Regions from separate parts of the Mus musculus genome. Here regions 1, 2 and 4 are each linked to region 3. A link is a contact called in public Hi-C and promoter capture Hi-C data. All regions are on one chromosome and are shown on one strand. The core of a region is the stretch at or near the end of the contact, and the rest is flanking DNA. Distances in the headings are between cores, read along the strand shown.

Evidence for each region. Promoter capture Hi-C pulls out the DNA fragments that hold promoters and counts their contacts. Hi-C and Micro-C count contacts between places; a contact is called where the count stands out from the background.
Region 1: a promoter capture Hi-C map of embryonic stem cells shows a contact between it and region 3, with 2.8 times the contacts expected there. The contact joins the enhancer-like site here to the promoter of Ism1 in region 3. A contact is called at or near these places in 3 of 39 promoter capture datasets (cranial neural crest, embryonic stem cells and stem cell-derived epiblast-like cells), 1 of 484 Hi-C or Micro-C datasets (embryonic stem cells) and 3 of 115 datasets of contacts at active chromatin or transcription factors (embryonic stem cells and regulatory T cells).
Region 2: a contact with region 3 is called in a promoter capture Hi-C map of embryonic stem cells, with 17 read pairs. The contact joins the promoter of Tasp1 here to the promoter of Ism1 in region 3. A contact is called at or near these places in 4 of 39 promoter capture datasets (cranial neural crest, embryonic stem cells and neural stem cells), 3 of 484 Hi-C or Micro-C datasets (embryonic stem cells and uterus) and 5 of 115 datasets of contacts at active chromatin or transcription factors (cardiomyocytes, embryonic limb bud, embryonic stem cells and 2 more).
Region 4: a contact with region 3 is called in a Hi-C map of cortical neurons, with 4 times the contacts expected there. The contact joins the enhancer-like site here to the promoter of Ism1 in region 3. A contact is called at or near these places in 6 of 39 promoter capture datasets (cranial neural crest, embryonic stem cells, hippocampal neurons and 1 more), 2 of 484 Hi-C or Micro-C datasets (cortical neurons and embryonic stem cells) and 3 of 115 datasets of contacts at active chromatin or transcription factors (embryonic stem cells and stem cell-derived neural progenitor cells).

What each region holds. Positions count from the first base shown.
Region 1 is chr2:140,184,710-140,187,754 of GRCm38.p6, reverse strand. Ndufaf5 (NADH:ubiquinone oxidoreductase complex assembly factor 5) reads right to left here. Exons shown (of 11, transcript NM_027093.4): 6 at 1-11. Among named protein-coding and RNA genes, the nearest start is that of Ndufaf5, 16 kb to the right of the region's middle. Within about 2 kb of position 1,789, at least 9 of the 459 cell types and tissues checked have an H3K27ac peak or open chromatin away from gene starts, as enhancers often do. A contact at or near this core is called in embryonic stem cells and stem cell-derived epiblast-like cells, where this site is marked.
Region 2 is chr2:140,065,311-140,068,381 of GRCm38.p6, reverse strand. Tasp1 (taspase, threonine aspartase 1) reads left to right here and starts at 1,577. Exons shown (of 14, transcript NM_001159640.2): 1 at 1,577-1,628.
Region 3 is chr2:139,676,579-139,679,597 of GRCm38.p6, reverse strand. Ism1 (isthmin 1, angiogenesis inhibitor) reads right to left here and starts at 1,420. Exons shown (of 6, transcript NM_001276489.1): 1 at 791-1,420. The coding sequence starts at 928.
Region 4 is chr2:139,380,354-139,383,371 of GRCm38.p6, reverse strand. No RefSeq gene overlaps it. Among named protein-coding and RNA genes, the nearest start is that of Gm14066, 75 kb to the right of the region's middle. Within about 2 kb of position 1,486, at least 8 of the 459 cell types and tissues checked have an H3K27ac peak or open chromatin away from gene starts, as enhancers often do. A contact at or near this core is called in cortical neurons, where this site is marked.

The DNA of each region.
Region 1 (3,045 bases), core at 540-3,039, 510 kb before region 3:
CCCAGTGCAAACTAAAATAGAAACACATATTTGTTTAACCTTAATTAGTATAATTATCAGTAGGACAAACCAAAACAGGTACTAAACTTTGAAATCTGAAATTACATTGTTTTCTATACTTCCACAACTCTGATCTTTTTATACTCTTTTGCCTTTTTCAGAATGGCATAGCTGCAATCAGCATACACATATTTTTTGAATAATCTTTTATATGGTAATGTGTCTGAGTTTCCTGCATTCTTTTCATGTTTTGACAGCTTATTGCTTTTTAGTGCTAAGTAATTCCATTGTCAAGATGTACCACAATTCAATACCTTAGAACTAAAAGACATCCATGCTGGATAGTTTTATGTCAACTTGACACAATCTAAAATCATCTGAGAGAAGGAAGTCAATTAAGAAAATAGCTCCATGGAGAGGCCCTTGGTCTTGCAAAGATCATATGCCCCAGTACAGGGGAATGCCAGGGCCAGGAATCAGGAGTGGGTGGGTTGGGGAGCAGGCTGGGGGTAGGGTATAGGAGACTTTTGGGATAGCATTTGAAATGTAAATGAAGAAAATATCTAATAAAAAATTGTTTTTAACAAAGAAAAAATACATTTAAAAAGAAAGTGTCTACTGTGCTGCTTACAAGAATAATGAAATATAAGAAATATTCCACAAAAGCGAATTTTTAATGCAGTGAATTCATTTTCACTTTTCCAGATTTTGTTTGAGTTCTACTAATATCCGATAATTATGCAAAAACTAAAATAAAAGTTTGTGACCTTTAAAAAAATAGCTCCATAAGATCAGGCTATTGCAAACTTATAGGGCATTTTCTTTTTTTTTTTTTTTTTAATTAGGTATTTTCCTTGTTTACATTTTCAATGCTATCCCAAAAGTCCCCCATACCCACCCCCCCAATCCCCTACCCACCCACTCCCCCTTTTTGGCCCTGGCGTTCCCCTGTACTATGGCATATAAAGTTTGCAAGTCCAATGGGCCTCTCTTTGCAGTGATGGCCGACTAGGCCATCTTTTGATACATATGCAGCTAGAGTCAAGAGCTCTGGGGTACTGGTTAGTTCATATTGTTGTTCCACCTATAGGGTTGCTGTTCCCTTTAGCTCCTTGGGTAATTTCTCTAGCTCCTCCATTGGGGGATAGGGCATTTTCTTAATTAGTGATTCTGAGGTAAGGCCCTGGGCATTATGAGTGGTTGCTACATCCAGTAGTGACTCACATGACAGGCCTAGAAACATGGAAGCAGTCCTGAGGCGAAAAGTTCATGGAAACTTAGTCTCCTGGAACCTTGGCATTCCCACAGCACACATCCTCCAAACCTGTCCCCACATTAATTGGGTGAACGGATCTGTGTGCTTTCCCTCAATATTGTTTTATTATAAGTGCCTCTAAGGATTGATTTTGACATATAGCTAAGTTAGATTAACCTCCACCAGTGTTCCAATGTCCTAGGCAGTCCTTGAGCCGACCCTGGGCTTGGAATTCAGTAAGAATATAACCTATTCAGTAGCATTCAGAACTACCTCTAGTATTGTAAGGGAGACAGTGAAAGAAAACAGGCATTACAATTTACTTGAATAGAACTAGTAATCTCAGGGCTAGTCTGCATAGTAAATACTTAGAACAACAGTCGAGTCACTCCCATACACAGGAATTTACAATGGCCTAGGAAGGAGGTGGGTTGCGGTTTTAGGAGAAACTGAAGTACTATTCATGTAAGGGTTAGTAGAACTGAATTCTCCTGGTGCATGTTTTTCACTAGGCCCAGAGGAATAGCACAATCAGGTATTTCCTAAGGGACCCCTGGTGGTGGGTTTAACAATAGACTAGCATTGCATCAGACCACTCACCTGGCTCCTGAGTTTAGCTGATCTTAATTAAAGGCTGTTCCTATCTCAGTTGCAAACACAGCCTGGCTCCCCCTAGCTTTTTATGTATGCATTTTCTTTGTTTTGTGTAAAGAACCATTATGCATCAATGTACCTTGGCAGATGTATTCGCCTAGCTTTCTGGTTTTTCTTCTGTATTATAAGACTGGTGCTCACTTTGAGAAATTACATTCAGATACCACAGTCCCTTGTGTCCTTATCTGTTTGTCACCCTTTTCTCTCTGACTCCTGCCCACCTGTCCGGAACCCTGATTTTTCCCGCAGATTGAGGGGGGCCAACTGAGGTCGGTCCATGGCAGGTGGTGCCATCCATTAGACTGTTGGTCCTAGGTTCTATAAGAAAGCAAGCTGAGCAAGCTAGGGAGAGCAAGCCAGTAAGCAGTACCCTCTATGACTTCTGCATCAGCTCCTGCCTCAAGGTTCCTGCCCTGGTTGAGTTCCTGCCCTCTGCTTTTGATGATGAGCTGTTCTATGGAACCGTGAGTGAAATGAAGCCTTTCCTCCCCGAGTTGCTTTGGTCATGACTTTTTCATCACAGCAACAGACCCTAAGGCAATATCTTAGTTGCTTAAAAGTTTTAGCAATTATTAACACAGCTGCAGCAGTTAACAGCACTTGCTGCTTTTGCAAAAACTGAATTCGGTATTCGGCATGGCTAGCAGCCACAACCATGTATAACTCCAATTCCAGGGGATCCTACATCTGGTTCTGGCCTCCATGGGCATGAAACATACATGTAGTGCAAATACATACTTGCACGCAAAATACTCACATACATAAAAAGCAAGTCTAAAATATTTTTGAAACAGTAATATATTATTCATTGTCATGTTTTTGCATGGATATAAGTTTTCATTTCTTTGGGTAAATAAATAGCAAGGCCTATAAATCTTGGATCCTAACAAAGTATGCTCAAGTTTCAGGAAATCATCAAATAGTCTTTTAAAGTGCCTCCACCATTCTGTAGTCCCACCAGCAATGAATAAGAAGACTAAGTTGCTCTATACTTGCCAGTAGTCAGTGTTGGCAATGTTTGGGTTTTGCCTATTCTAATATGCAGATAGTATATCCAACATCACCTAAGGCGATGGGAAACAAGCAAAACTTTCTAAACCTATACATAAGAAACCTCCTACATATTGTGTTTCCTG
Region 2 (3,071 bases), core at 328-2,827, 390 kb before region 3:
CTAAAAGCCCCGTTATTGGTTGCTCTCCTCTTCTGGGGCGTCGGGCTTATCACCCTTCCTGCTCCACCGCTAAGATTAAACCAAGAAATTCCACAATCCAGTAATGCTTTAGGTGCGTTACATTTACCCAAAGGGCTTGTTAAAAGACCAGCCTTTAGGGAGGCAGAGAGATAAGCGGATATGAGTTTGAGGCCAGCCTGGTCTACAAAGTGAGTTCCAGGACCACTAGGGCTATACAGAGAAACACTGTCTCGGAAAAAACAAAACAAAACAAAACAACAAACATTCATTTAGGTGGATTCTAAGAATTTGCATTTTTAAGTAAGAGTTTAGGTAATTCTAAACTGCTGGTCTGAGACCTCACATAGGATACATGTGAAAATACATGCTGAAACATCTCATCTAAAAATCCAAAACCTCAGCTGCTCCCACACTGTGCACAAAACTATTTAAAAATGCGTTACAAAATTACCTTTAGTCTCTGTGTATAAGGTCTGCATGAAATACAGCTGAGTATTTTTGCAACTGGAGTCTCATCCACTGCTTTGGTTTGGGACCAGGGACAAGGGACTGAGGCGCATATTTTACATACCAAAGCACACCTGAACTTCAGTTTCACTCAGCATCCCTCAGTCCCTTCTTGGCGAACCCTGCCCCAACCCTGAACTTTCCAGTCCAGCGGCCGAGCTGCCCTTCCCCCAGAGGCTCTTCCCTCTATAATCAAGATATTTTGGTCTCCCTTGTTTTCCTTCTCTTCTCTCACCTCCAATGCTCCCCTGGCCTCAATCCTTGGGGCCAGTGAACTCCCCTGAAAGCAACTTCCCAATATTCTGCCTTTAATATAATCTTAATTGGTTTGAATTGGCTCATTTCACCGTTGGAGAAATAACCTATCACCCAGGACGTTTTATTATGTATAAGCAAGTATTTCAAAATTTGAAGAAAAGAAAATTCCCAAATACTTCTCAAGTATCTCAGACGACTGATACCTAACCTGCAGTGTTCTATTCCTTCTAATCTCTGCTCCCCACAAACAGGCTGTCAAACCATTCTTGATACTAGTTACAAGGATTGCTACTGGCTCTTGGTCTTTGATCTTGGACAGTTAAAGACTAACTACCTTTTCTGACTCCCACTTAAACAAAACCTAGGTTGAATCCTGCTTTTCCATAGGGGTCAAGGCTACATGGATGAGGGAAGGGTTCTTCTGCAACGCCCTCATCAATGATGGCTACTATTTTCATAACGTGCAACCCGCTCGTCAGTCAACTTCGTGGGTAACAGGTAGACACATCCTCAAAGCTAATTACCGAGCACAATGAAAGCAAGGTGGGCAACGGCGATTGTATAGCTATGACAACAAACAAACCCCCAATAGGCCAATAAATACATATTTTAAAAAACCCTCAGATATCAGAAGCCAGAAATAACCGCGGAGTGTCTCAGCTCAAACGCTTAAAGAGAGAGACGCTATAGCCTAGGCGATTAGGACTCAGGCTCGCGGGGCGTCTGCTTCCGGCCACGTGTGCACGTCGACCAATGGAAAGGCTTTACGCCACTCCCGCTTCCTCACCCTGGCAACGGGCGAACGACTACTTCCTGTGTGTGAGTGCTCTGCGCTGACGCGGGTGAGTGTCCCTCGTTCTGACGCTGTCCGCGTCGCCGCTGCCTAGCCTCGGTCTCCGTATGGTCCGGCAGGCCCGCGTGGCGTCCTCACGCCACCGCTCGGGACGGCTCTCACGGCGCCACCTGTCCGGCCCGGCGCAGGGCCCCACGGATTCCCCGGCCCGGAGTTGTGGTCACGCGTGGGGGCCGCCAGTTCCCTTGGCTGCGGAGTTCTCGGAGCTCTTCGCGCGCTGTGCAGTCCCAGGCTACAGGGAACTCACGTGTCCCAGGTCCACAGCGGGCCCGGGATGTGTCACAGACAGATGTCGCGGTGGGGTCAGAGCTTCCCTGAGTCTGTTAGAGCCCGGGTTAGCGTCCCGAGGGACATGTAGCATCCAGTCAGTGTAGAGGTGGCTAGGACTGAGTCAGTGAAGATGCTGGAGAGGCGGGCGAGTAGCTGTAAACTGGAGGTGTTTTGAAGTAGAAGGCATAGGGATTCCTCCGAGTTCAACTTAATTATACCGAGGAGAGGAAGGGAAGGTTTATTGGGGGCCATTGAACCAAGACCTTTCTTTGAATAACAAGCTAAGGGAGTTTATCTTACGCACTCAGGCGTTTGGTTATTAGAAGCAGTGGCCGTGGTTATTAGAAAATGCTTGGGAATTGCAGAACAAGAGATTAACATAGTTGCCGCCACTAAGGATTTTGTGCTTTATAATTTCTTAGGTGTTGTAGATGTCACCGACAAGTGTATGTGTATAATATGGTTAAAACTAGAAATTGCAGTTTTGTATATGTTGCATTCATTGCACGGATAGATTGGTTTTGCCTTTTTTTGGGGGAGGGGAGAGGGTTATTTTAGTTTATGTGTGTGACTGCTTGCATCATAATGTCTGCACCGCGAGCATGGGCATATCCGTGCAGGCCAGTAGAGGGCATCTGGGGGAATCAAGGATGGATGTAAGCCAGCGAGTGGTGCTAGGAACTTACTCAGGTCCGCTAGAAGCAAGTGCTCTTTATTGCCGAGCTGTCTTTCCAACCCTGGTTATTTTATTTTTTTTCTTATTGAGGTGTAATCAACACAGTACCAAAATCCTCTTAAATTGTAAGCTTCTCTCTCCCCCTCTCTCATTTTAAGGATTCAAAAGTTGTATGTATGTCGTTGCTGTCTAGTTCCAGACCAATTTTTATCACCTTCCCCAGATATCTTGTGCCCAGTACAGTTACTTACCCTTCTCCAGTTTCCCCCAACTTCTGATCCATGGTTTAGTATGTATCTTTCTGTTTTGTACGGTTTAAGTAAATAGAAGTATGTAACAGGTGTCCTTTTGTGTCTAGCTTCTTTCAGTGAGCATAATGTTTTCAAGATTTGTCCATAGCTATGTAATAATGCCTCATTCCTTTGTGTTTATGTTACCCCCCCCCCCATTGATTCTGGGGATGGACCCGCACACATGCTGGGTGAG
Region 3 (3,019 bases), core at 171-2,670:
AAACCATGAGGCAGGCTTTCCAAAGTCATAATAGAAAAGCCCATGTGGGCAACCTTTACTCAGCAATATTCATTTGGCATCTCAAGACCTAATATATGCCCCCTGGCCTCATCTCTCCCCCTGGAGCCGAAACAGAATCCTGTTACTAAAAGAACCTTCAAAGCAGATGTTCACCGGGAAGAAGTTTAAAAGTCCCAAGTAACTCCAGACCAAATTCCTACAGGTGCCTTGACTATGGCCCTTTGCCTGGTACATAGGGGCATAAGAGGTGAAGGAATCACTCAGGCAAAGGTGGGGTGTCTGGCTAGTCTCCAGAAATAATGTCTTGACCTCTGACACTGCTTGCACACCCAACAGAATACTTTCTCCTAAATATAGCTTGGAGATTTATCTTATAAGGCCTCTTTATGTCGCCTCACCTCAGTCTCTCTTGCCTCAAGACAAACTTCTAAGTCTCTGGCAGTACTCAGCATCAAAAGCATCCTCCAGCCAGCTTATGCCTCCCAAGCCTAAGACTTCTTCCTGGTGCCAAACCTGTGACAGATCTGAGGCTTTCTCTAGGTAAACTTTGAAGCAGGCCTGGCCTCTACACATAACCCTTCCACCCACCCACCTTCCGCCCGATCCCCTAGTCCAAACTTTTCTGCTTAAACCCGGTTGCCTAGGCAAAAGTGCTCCTTGGTGGAACGGAGGACCCGCCTTCTGCAATGTACCAAGCTCTCTTGCTTAGTACCTTGCGGGCCACCCAGCTTCGTTCAACCACGCACGCCCCCTCCGGCGGCGCACTCACCTGCAACTGGGACCCGCTGACGTTGCCGGCGGCCGCGTCCTGCCGGTCGGAGGCTCCGGATCCGCGCAGAACCGTGATGTGCAGCGTGAGCAGCAGTAGCCCCAGCAGCAGGAGCAGTTCCGCAGCCAGGCGCACCATCCTCTTGAGTCGCGCGGCTTTAGGACCCCGCGCGACTGGCGGCGGCGGCGGCGGCGCCGCCGCCGGGGGAGGAGGAGTCGGAGCCCCCGAGCTCGACTGAGCGGCTCCCGCCTCGGCCCCCACCGGGGCCCCGCTCCCCGGGCCGGCAGGGCTGGCTCTGGGCTCGGCCGAGCGCACGGGGCCCGGGGAACAGGAGCAGCCGCCAACGCCGCCGCCACACCACAGCGGAGCCACCGCGGGGCCGGGGACGTCCAAGCCGGTGGCGGAGCAATCCCAGGAGCTGTCCGGCGGCGGCGATGGGGACCCGGGGCTGTCCGCGACCCAGGCCCGGCCAGGGTCCACCCTTCGGGCAGGGAACTGCGGGGGCGGCGGCGGGGCGGGCGCAGCCGAGCCCCCGAGCGCACATGGGCTCCCCAGATGTGGCCGCGGTGCCGCAGCTGGAGCGGGAGCGGCCGCCAGAGGAGCGCGGGGTTAGAGGCGGAGGAGGAGAAGGAGGAGGAGGGCTTCAGAGGCCGCCCGGAGTTACCTCCACTCTCGGCTCCCCCGCCCCCGCTGCCGGGAGCCACTCACCCTCGGGGCCACCACCTTCCTCACTCCAAGTTCCTTGGGACCTCTAGCTTCGTCGCCCCGCTCGCTCAGTCCCCGGATGGGCTGGCTCCGGGTCACCGAGGTTGTCACCGTTTGAGGATAACTGGGGGCGCCCCGCCGGCGCCTGCGTCCGCCTTCTCGGCTGTGCTAAGTGCTTGCTGCCGAGGTCGCTGTGGCAAAGGAACTAGCCCTCTGCTCGCTCTAGTGCTTGGGGCTGCGGGCGAGTGGGGGTCGCCCAGGCCACCTGAGAAAAGTTTATGGGCAAAGTAGAGCTGGAGTTATAGGAGTGGAGAACGGAGGGGCCAGACAAACCAGGTGTCTGCGACCCCACCACGCACCCTGACCTTGAGCAGCGAGTTTGGGGGGTAGGGGGTGGGGTGACACGGTGTCTGTCGGTCCGGAAGGGTCTTGACACTAGCTGCGGGGCTCTGGGCTGGCTGATCACTGGGTGCAGCAGACCGTGCGCCTACAGCGCCCTGGAGCGTCGGAAAGGCGGGTGAGTTGGATTCAATCCGCGCGCGTCTACTTAAGTGCGCAGGTGTCGCGTGGGAGGCTGCGAAGAACACGGTGTGCGCTGCGAAGGCGCTCGGACGTCAGTGGGATGCTGGGTGACTCTCAGCTTGGTAGACTCGAGTCTGGGGGCTCATCCTGGGGGTGCTGCGCCTGGAGGGGACTTGGGGGCTGCCGAAACGCAGCCGCTGCAACAGCGCCACCGCCTCATGACCGCGCTCCAGCCTCGGGCTCCCGGGAGCGACTCATGCCTTGCAAGTGGTGCGGCTGGCGAGCAGAACGGCTGGGTGATATATCTGGAGAGCGCGGGATCCTTGCCAACGAGGCTAGAGAGAACTGGGTCCAGCGTGGCTCTGGCTCCTGCCTTCCCCAAGTGGCTCGAGTGACGGGCACTCTGTTAGGCTGGAGACTTTTATACTGTGTTCCCTCCGCCTCCTTCCTCCCCTGAGCCAGCTCAGCCCTTCCCTCTCGGTGAGCCCAGCCCTAGTCAAGCGTGAGCACACGTTCCCACAACCCTTGTCACACATTGCCATTTCTCATCCGCAACCCAGGACCGTTGCACAAATCTCCTTAGGTGAATGAAATCAAACAAACAAATAAAACTTTCTTACCGGCACGCCACTTTTCTCTCTTTTCCTACCTCTTTCTACAATCACTAGAAACGGACAGAAGATTCCTAATTAAACTGTCTTTAGAGTTAAAATCTTTCTTTGGAAACTCTAAGATGAATTTCTTCGCCACTCCAAACGTTCCTCAGGTCGTCTTAGCATTTTCCAGAATTTAACTAGTTGTGGTTCAGCATGCTGTTTGCATCTGTTTGTATCCAGTTAACTTATTGCCTCTTTGAAAATGCTGGAAAACATCTTTAAAATTCTAGCCAAACCCAGCAGCTCATTAATAAATTGGCAGCTATTTATAAAGTGCGGGATGGGCATCTTTTCCTTTTCACTAAGGGTGGGTTTCCCCTCTCTGGCAGAGAGCTCTCTTTCAACT
Region 4 (3,018 bases), core at 237-2,736, 300 kb after region 3:
GTCATGGTGTTCTGACACAGCAATAGAAAAATAATTAAGACACACCTTCATGCTCAGCATAAAAAAGAAAAGAAAAAGCATTGTACCTACAATGAAAAGCTACTCAGCCCTCCCTTCTCTTCCTCCCAGAATTGGTGTATACATTAGGGCAGCATTCTTATACCTTGTCCCTCTGTATACACAGTCTTGCCCAATGAATGACTTATTGACTCCTTTCTAATTCTGAAAACATGGACATGAATAGCCTCACAACTAACATCCTTCTCAAGTCACTTTCCTCAGGATATCCCACTCTTGTATGTAGGTGTTTTATCCTCACAGGCAAGCTTTATCAAAGAGCATATAAAATGGATGTAGGTGCCTCTGTGGTTGGATCTCTATGGCTGCCGGTCCAAGGGCACAGTTTGAAGTAGACAAGCAGGGACCTGAGCCTGCCTGGGTCAGGCTGATGCTGTTTGATGCTGCTTAGCCTGAAACAAACTAAACTTCTTTGAAGTCAACAGGCCCAGACAGAAGAGGCACTTTCTCAAGTTGTTAGTCTGGGAAGGTCTCAGAGCATAGGGCTCCAGTATTGACTTCAGTTGCCAGAGCCAGGGTAGGTTCTCAAGTGTTATTTTATCTTACCTCCTCCTGCAGCAAGGAGGGCAGTTAGTTGGTGGTTTCCTGGCCTTTGCTTAGCAGAAGCTCTACCACACTGCTGCTCTTTTAGCAGCCACAGCAGGGTTTCTGACCACTGAGTCCTAGGCAGGTAGCAGTGCCTTAGGCTTTTTCACAAAACAGGCCTAGAATTCTGGTCCAGGGTTGTAGATTGCTGGCAAGAGCAGTGTGCTCCAAGAAGATGACTTTTACCAGGTCCAGAGGATAGATCGCCTTAGCCTAAACTGGTTACAACATCCCTGCTCTGCTTGCTGTTTAGGGACAGGAAACAAACTCCATGCTGGTTGTTGAGTTCTAAGCCCATGTTTGCTGGGAATGCAGAGGGATAACCAGGTGAGATATGTTTTAATCTCTACAAAACTCCTCCTGGAAGACAAGTTACCTTTACGCATGCTTCTCTGAGCCACCATAGGCCTGTTTTATCCAGGATGGAAGGTTCTCCTGGCACAAAGATTGCCCGTGAAAAGTCAGGTTTTTCCCTGGATGATTCTTAGCTGGAATCTCCTCAACCCACCTTTAAGAGCTTCAGGTTTACTGTCTTTTTCTGCGAGATTTCTGTTGTTGTGGATTTTGTGCCCTTGAGCTAGAAGCACCTGTGCATATAGTGTAGAGAAGAAGATAGTGTCATCCTTGGCTTTGGACCAAAAAAGGAAGCATAGCTCCTTCGGAGATGTCACAAACTGCTGTCAGCACAGACACCTTGGAAGCTACTAGAACTCAGTGAAACCACTGTAATTTACTTACTGCTGGCAGTCTCAGTGGTGTATCAGTGCAGAGCTAAAAGGGGGAAAGTAGAAGGGAGATTCAGTAGGAGCTCATAACGTGGAAATACAGACATGGCTAAGCTTATGCTGCCACCTTGTGGCTCAGTCTGAAAAAGGTGCTTCAGGAGGGTGAATGGACAGATGAGCAGCATAAAGGAACTGGTGAAGGCTTGATGCCCCAGTGAAGAGGAATGCTAAGGTGGTGAGGTGTGAGTGGGTAGGTGGATGGGTGGGGCACCCTCATAGAAGCAGGGGGAGGGGGAATGGAGTAGGGGATTTGCAGAGGGGAAACCAGGAAAGGGGATAACATTTGAAATGTAAATAAATAAAATATCCAATTAAATTTTTTTCTCTACTTTTTTCTTCATTCTTTTTAAATTTGATGTTGAAGTTCTTTAATTGTTTTTCAGACATAGCTATCAAAGTGATATTACTTTAGCTCTACTGGTTGTCGATAATTCATTTATGGCTCATAAAAATCATTAATGAATAATTTTGCTTCCGATTAATATTCATAAGCCTTTCAATGAAAACAAAGGGGCAAGAACTTTCCATTTGATACTAAAACCACCCTAGGAAGGTGCTTTTGTTCTCAAGGAGACAAGAAGGTCATGGGGTTTGACTCCTACTTCCAAAACCCATCCCTTTCTTTTGCTTCCAACAGTAGAGATTGCTCGCCTAGAATCGCCCTTTGCAGCTCTTTTCCTCCCTTTCTTACACTCCCCTCTCCTATAAGTGGGTTGCCAAGAAATTCTCATGTTTGTTGCCATGGTTCTCCTTAAAACACTATTCTCTATAAAATGAGTTGGTGCACCTTATTCTACCATTTCAGGCACATTAGCATCACCATAGACAATAGCCTAGGAACACAGATAGCCATTTGGGATTTAAAGGCAATGCCAGAGAGCAAAGAAATATAAAGAAGGAGGACTTTAAAGGCAAGCAAACTAGTATTTCTTTAACTAACCAAACAAAGGCAATGCTGCCTGGCAGCCTAGGATCTCTGGACATCTGACTGCACAGCCCGTGTAATTGAAAATCCAACTGAAGGAAATCAGTTGTTTGCCCAGCTTCCTGGGTAGATTTAGCACCAGAGTAAATGCAAATGCCACCTGAGAGTAGTTGGAAGCTGATCCTAAGACAAACAGAGGGCTATCCTCCTGCCCTTATCATTTTGAAAAAAAATAAAACCAATATCTTCATAATTCCAAAAGGAACTAGAACATTTTAATTCCAATAAACTTGAAGTTTACAATCTCACCAAACAAACGTGAAGGTCAATACAATACTGTGGATTCGGTACAAATTAATACCCATGAAATACTTATTAAAGGCCAGGAAAATAGGTATCGTTTATAAAGTATCTTGTTTAATTCTCACAGAGCTATCTTTGAAGGTGCTTTACAACTCCACCTTACACATGAGATAATTAACTTGGCTTGGGTGGCCTGCCCCTGGCTATACAGATGGCAAGGGTACGGATTGGCTCTAGGCAGGTTTGATTCTAGTTTTAAGCTCTAGCTCTATCCACAAGAGTGAACTCATTGCTTATGATAAAAGGAAGTAGTGTCTCTGAGCTCATTATTTTCAGAAATGC